Regions from separate parts of the Macaca mulatta genome. Here region 2 is linked to region 1. The links are chromatin contacts, called in public Hi-C maps. All regions are on one chromosome and are shown on one strand. The core of a region is the stretch at or near the end of the contact, and the rest is flanking DNA. Distances in the headings are between cores, read along the strand shown. Region 1 holds the start of WRNIP1 (WRN helicase interacting protein 1). Region 2 holds the start of FOXC1 (forkhead box C1).

Region 1 (3,378 bases), core at 490-2,989:
TATATTTCTATAAATGTTTAAAATCAGTGTAGTGTATTTCCAAATTTAGTAACACTTTTCTTGAAAACCTGTTTTGAGGTCGGCTCTAGGACTTCTTTTCCAAGAAGTACTTGCTTCTGTGATGCTCCTGTGATGGTCCTTCTGGGGGACAAATAAAAATAAAAACTCATGGCCCGGTGCGGTGACTCATGCCTGTAATCCCAGCACTTTGGGAGGCCAAGGTGGGTGGACCAACTGAGGTCGGGAGTTCGAGATCAGCCTGACCAACATGGAGAAACCCAGTCTCTACTAAAAATACAAAAAATAAGTTGGGCGAGGTGGCGGGTGCCTGTAATCCCAGCTACTCTGGGGGCTGAGGCAGGAGAATCACTTGAACCCGGGAGGCGGAGGTTGCAACGAGCCGAGATCGCGCCATTGCACTCCAGCCTGGGCAACTAAAGGGAAATTGCGTCTCAAAAAAAAAAAAAAATAATAATAATAATGATAATTTTAAAAAGCTCCAGATGCTCTTTTTGTACGATTTCAAATTATATGACGATTAAAGAAAGTTTAACTTGTTTCTCTAGCGTTTCTATTCATCTTATTTTTGAGCCTAACTTTCTTAGTTAGAAAAACTCTTAACCATCAAGCCAGGCGTGGTGGCTCAGCCTATAACCCTGACGACTCCAAAGGCTAAGGCGGGAGGGTCCCTGGCGTCCAGGAGTTCAAAGCTGTGGTGAGCTCCGGTCGCGACCCTGCACTCCAGCCTGGGCAACAGAATCTGCCTTTGCCCAGATTAAATAAAAATTCCACTTTTGCCAAATTTCAGAAAAGTCTTCATTCTCCCTCATTTACCTCCTCTAGTTACCAAAAATGCATGTTTAAGATACATGTTTTAAAACGGGAGATTCACAGAAAAGCAGAAAATAAAATCACAGAACACGGTAATTCATTCAAAGACGCAGAATACCACACTTGTTTTAATCTGATATTCTTTCCATTTCTATCCCTGTCTACGACGTAATTGCACACGGGTACCTCCCATCATTGGGTTGCTAAGGAGACAGAGGCTGGTGCTTCCGATTTGCCACCATGACACAGCGGCCCGCGAGAAGCATCTCTTGGCTCGCAGCGCGCTGTAGGTGAACCGCCCTTGACTAAAAGGCCAACAAACCTAAAAGGGGGCGAGAGACCCTTTATTTACTTTTCTCTGACCACTACTGAGGTGAGCATTTCTTTCACCCGCGTAGTTGTTTGTATTTCTTCTGCTGTTCAGGTCCAATAGAAAACTGGTTTTCTATTGGGGGCTTTCGGGTTTTTTCCCCCATTTCCCTTTCGTTACAAACGACCCGCCGCGGCCTCCTCCTGCTCGTCCCCACAGGCCCATTCCACAGCCCGGCGAGGAAAGCCAGGAAAGCGGCACTCGCCGCTCCAACAACCGCGCGCAGTCCGCGGCTCCCGCCCGCCCTCGCGCGCCTCGCAGGCCCAGGGAGACAGCGGCGTCCTCCCCCGCGAACCTCGCGCACGCGCACCACGCTCGCCCCGCGACCCCTCACAAAGGCTGTTCTGAGTCGGAAAAGGACGCACGGCGGCTGGGGCGAATGGCCGCGGACTACACTTCCCGAAGTGCCACGCGAGGTATTATCGGCGGCGATTGGGCCAAACGGCCACGGACTACACTTCCCTACATGCCGCGCGAGGCGCGCCGCCTCCGGGGCAAACGGCCGCGGACTACACTTCCCGACACGCCGCGCGAGGCGCTGCCAGCGGCCGGCCGAAGGCGGGCGGACGCGGGAGCTGCGGACGTGAGGCATGAGCGGCGCCCTCCCCCGGCCCGCGAGCGTCCTGCTGGCTCCCCGAGCGAGGGTCGCGCGGCGCTGGGCCTAGCGGAGGGCATCGGAGGCCTCGGCGTGTGCACGGGCTGCTGCGGCAGCGCCTGGCGCCGGGGAGGGCGGCGGCCGCCATGGAGGTGAGCGGGCCGGAAGACGACCCCTTCCTCTCGCAGCTGCACCAGGTGCAGTGCCCCGTGTGCCAGCAGATGATGCCCGCCGCGCACATCAACTCGCACCTGGACCGCTGTCTGCTGCTCCACCCCGCGGGGCACGCGGAACCCGCGGCCGGGTCGCACCGCGCCGGGGAGCGGGCCAAGGGGCCCTCGCCGCCCGGCGCTAAGAGGCGGCGTCTGTCCGAGAGCTCGGCGCTGAAGCAGCCTGCCACCCCGACGGCAGCCGAGAGCAGCGAGGGCGAAGGCGAGGAGGGCGACGACGGCGGCGAGACCGAGAGCCGCGAGAGCTACGACGCGCCGCCCACGCCCAGCGGCGCCCGCCTCATCCCGGACTTCCCGGTGGCCCGCTCCAGCAGCCCCGGGAGGAAGGGGTCGGGGAAGAGGCCGGCGGCCGCCGCCGCGGCGGGGAGCGCGTCTCCGCGCAGCTGGGACGAGGCGGAGGCGCAGGAGGAGGAGGAGGCTGTGGGCGATGGCGACGGGGACGCTGACGCGGACGCGGACGGCGAGGACGACCCGGGGCACTGGGACGCGGACGCTGCCGAAGCCGCCACCGCCTTTGGGGCCAGTGGCGGGGGCCGCCCGCACCCCCGGGCGCTGGCGGCCGAGGAGATCCGACAGATGCTACAGGGCAAGCCGCTGGCCGACACGATGCGTCCTGACACGCTGCAGGACTACTTCGGGCAGAGCAGGGCCGTGGGCCAGGATACCCTGCTGCGCTCGCTGCTGGAGACCAACGAAATCCCCTCGCTTATCCTGTGGGGGCCGCCGGGCTGCGGCAAGGTGAGTGCAGCCTTGGCCGCGGGGCTTCCGTCGCTCACTCGGCGGTGGATGCAGCTGACGGTCGGAGAGCCGGGTGTGCTGTCCCCCGGAGAAGCCGCCTGACTCTCCTGGATAAGAGGGCCCAGGGGTGCAGACGCAGGCTGGGCTGGGGCAGTGCCTGGTCCACAGGTGGAGTCTGTGATGGGCGTGAAAAGGGTACACACCCCCAGATTCGGAAGGCAGGCTTGCCGGGTTTTCAAAAGGACGATGTCTGTGAATCCATAGTTTTACAAGATATGGACTCTTAGATTTGATCTGCCTTTATCGTTCTCCCCGCCCTCTCCCCAGACTTTGATTTAGTAACCGAATTCGCAAGGAATCAGCGTGTTTAAATTGTAAAGAAACGTGTATATTCCGTTTGTACGTAAAACGGTTTCAGCTTTGAAAAAAAAACGAATTCTGTTGTGCTTCCTTCCCTTTCCTCTAGTTGTTGGTTTAACAGACTGGTATTTATTTATTCTTGAGAATATGTTTATTTAACATTCTTATATTCTTGAGGATATATTTATTTTACTAAATATACTCACATATATTTACAAAACTAACATAAAAACTTTTTCATCTGCAAGTCATTT
Region 2 (3,378 bases), core at 306-2,805, 1.2 Mb before region 1:
AAAGGAGTATTTATTTTTTTATTTTTATTTTTATTTTTTTTTTGAGACGGAGTCTCGCTCTGTGGCCCAGGCTGGAGTGCAGTGGCCGGATCTCAGCTCACTGCAAGCTCCGCCTCCCGGGTTCGGGCCATTCTCCTGCCTCAGCCTCCTGAGTAGCTGGGACTACAGGCGCCCGCCACCTCGCCCGGCTAGTTTTTTGTATTTTTTAGTAGAGACGGGGTTTCACCGTGTTAGCCAGGATGGTCTCGATCTGCTGACCTAGTGATCCACCCGTCTCGGCCTCCCAAAGTGCTGGGATTACAGGCTTGAGCCACCGCGCCCGGCCGAAAGGAGTATTTAAAGCACGCAGCAGGATGACCGCATACTAAGTGTTCAGTGCATCTTACCTGTCCTTGTAATTGTGGTTGTTAGTGTCCGTGTTTAAGATTGGAGAAACATGGAATAAATCTGCCTCTCATTAGTGTGCACACTCCGCCCCAAACCCCTTTTTTTTGTTGGGGGGAGGTGCTGCTCCATCTAGTGAGTGGGGAGATTTTCTAATTCCCACTGGGGTCCTTGTGACCCCAAGCCAAAGCTAACCTTTAGCAAAAGTAAATTCTGCATTTCTCTGCTGCCTTCATTTATAGTCAACCCAGCTGGACTAAAAAGAACTACCAGGGCAACCATAACTAAACACTACAGAGCAAGTGCCTCCTTTCCTCGCACACATTTATTTCTGTGGAAATTCGCCTATTTGCCATAGTTTAAGACAAACTTATTTTTTCACTTCCAAACTAAACAGCGCTAATCCGAATGCATACCTCTCTGTGTGCCAGCGTTTAGCCTGTGTCTGTGTCTGCTGCGTATGTAAATACGGACAAGCCTCTCTGCGGGCAAAGCCATAGAGATGCATGGTCCTTGTTCCCATAGGTGACTTCGGGGTGCGTAATTGCACGTGGGAGTGTGAGACCTAGTCAGTACCGCCACTCACTGGTCCTGTTCTCGAAACCGGTTCTTTGGAGGCTCAGTTTTTGGTAATTAAGACTAAGGAGTGCTTAAAAAACAGAAGTACATTTTCCTGGAAACCAGCAGTCTTTATTTGCAACTTTTATTGGCAAACCTGGCTGCCAGTAAATACATTCCTTGGCATCTCCCACAATGTAATTCACTTGATGGAGCGGCCTTGCTTTTTCTGTAACGTGTACATCAATTAAAAGGGCCGCCTGGAAGGAATGCGTAGTGGTGGCTGAAAGCTCCAGTCTCAGGTCACCTCCCTCCACTCCAGGAACAAAAGCATCTGTGGTCTGTGCCTGGCAGTCTGAGATGGTCTCCCCGATGGGGCTATTCCCGCCTGGACCCTGAGGGACGAGAGTTGCAGCCTAGGAAAACCAGGTGCCAGGCCCTGCGGGGTCCTACGCCGGCGGCGTGGTCTTCCCCAAGCCTCCTTCTCTAGAGACCGGGTTCCCAAGGGACGCTGTGGCGGGATGGATGGGCTGAGCCGGCCTTCGGGGCCCGGCGCGGGCAGAGGCGCCGCGGAGACTACGCCTCCGACGGCAGGGGGCGCTCGTAGCACGCGCAGTGCCCGGTGCGGGCGCCCGGGACGGCTGCCTGGCCCCGGGTTCCCCCGCGCGGGACCTGCCGGGGTCTGGTCCCCCAGCCTGAGAGCCCCCGTCTGGGTGGACCAAGCGGCCTCCGGGCGTCCACATCGTCCCTTCTTCTACCTACGCATGCGGGGAAGCGGCGGGGAGCCTGCGGAGGGCGGCCTGGGAGCAGAGACCACCGGGTCACCAGTGCACGCGTCCGGGCGCCCACCCACTCTCGAGGACCCGCAGTTCCCGGCGGCGTCGGCCCTCAGGCCCTCAGGGGAGGCCAGCGGCACCGAGCCAGGTACCGGCCTTGTCCCTGCCCTGAGAGGTGCAAACGCCGGCCCGGCCCAGGGCCCTGGGGCTGCTGCCCAAAGGTTCAGAGTGGGGGGCGGGGGGCCGAGCGCGCCTTACCCGCAGCAGGCCCGGCGGTGCGTCCGCGTGGTGCTACTCCCCGACCCGGGTGAGGGACTTCGGAAGGAAGGTCCCAGGGCGCAGGGCTCTGCCAAGGGAGCCCTCGGAAGGAAGGCTGGCGGCAGCCCGGGCGCCTGGGTCCGCTGCGGCGCGGGGCCGGAGACCCGGGAACAGCCCGCCACCTGCAAGGTTGCAGCCCACCTCACCACGCCGGCGGCTCCGGAGCTGTCTGTGGGTCTGTCTCACGGAGCAAAGCCCTGTCTTCCGACACCCGTAGCCAAGGCGCGTCCATGCAGGCGCACACGCCTTCCGCTCCAGCCCCAGGAAGGCGCTTTCGCCCTGCAGTCCTCCGACGGCCGGCGCCCGCCGCACCCTGCGCCGCGCACCCTGGCTCTGGCAGATTCTGGGACCTGGGGACTCGCCCGCCCTGCGCGGCCCGCCCCCCCACTCCGCCCCACAGGAGCCCAGGTTGGGAGGCTGCGGGGCCTCTGCCCTCCCAGGCCGTGGAGTGCGGCGGCCGCTCTGGGTCCGCTGGGGACCTGGATGGGGAGAAACTGGAGCTCGTGCGTGCACACACGCACCATTTGTTCTTTCCGATCATCTATCCCTTTACAAATTTTATTTTTATTCCGGATTGTTAATGCAAGGTGACAGTTTGAATCTCCATTTACCTCTGCCTGAACACAGGCAGCCCTGAGTCTTTTGAAGCCGGGCACCAAAGTTAAAGATTCACTTCCCGCATTCCCTACGGCCCCTTCTTGCAGCTTAGCTCGGCTCTGAGCCCCCGAAACGCCCTTCGAGGCGGGGGCTTTTCTGCAAAGGGGCGACAGGTGGGCCATCCCGAGGCGGGAAAGAGCAGGTGTTGGCTGACTTTCTCCTGGGTGAGTAAATAGGGGAACCGCCCATCTAGGGGAGTTAGGAGATGACATTAAATTATCCCGTCACACAAACTTCCCGTGGAGGTCTGCCCCTAGGAGGGCAACTATCGGATTAATCCAATCATGTAGACAGGCAATATGGATCACTTTGTCTTTAAAACAATCGAAAACCAAACGCTCTTTTCGTTTATTGTAGAAGTTATTTTTCTACTAGGGAGGGGGCTGAATTGGAACTGTGCTGACTGTGCTAACAAAACCTCTACTTGAAAATCTCCTAGCTAAGGAGTATCTACCCAAGGTCGCGGCCACACAGATGTTCGGTCCCCACTCCTTCCTCCGCTGAAAAGTCGCACCGATGACAAACGTTGCCTGCCGGCCTGGTGGTTTGAAAACGAATACCGGGCATTGATACCAGGATATCCTCCCCTACCCTTGGGCTTCTGGTCTAAGCAAAGGAGGCCAAGTGGAGAACTCAGACAATTATCTAAGTAGTCTAAATAGCTCAAAGACACCCCCAAGCGGAC

The links. A called contact is a pair of places that touch in the nucleus more often than the background predicts.
Region 2: a contact with region 1 is called in a Hi-C map of liver, with 3 times the contacts expected there. The contact joins the promoter of FOXC1 here to the promoter of WRNIP1 in region 1. A contact is called at or near these places in 3 of 14 Hi-C or Micro-C datasets (fetal cortex germinal zone, fetal cortical plate and liver).

What each region holds. Positions count from the first base shown.
Region 1 is chr4:180,474,664-180,478,041 of T2T-MMU8v2.0, reverse strand. WRNIP1 (WRN helicase interacting protein 1) reads left to right here and starts at 1,739. Exons shown (of 7, transcript XM_001090684.5): 1 at 1,739-2,764. The coding sequence starts at 1,943.
Region 2 is chr4:181,634,267-181,637,644 of T2T-MMU8v2.0, reverse strand. FOXC1 (forkhead box C1) reads left to right here and starts at 1,555. Exons shown (of 2, transcript XM_078001361.1): 1 at 1,555-1,866.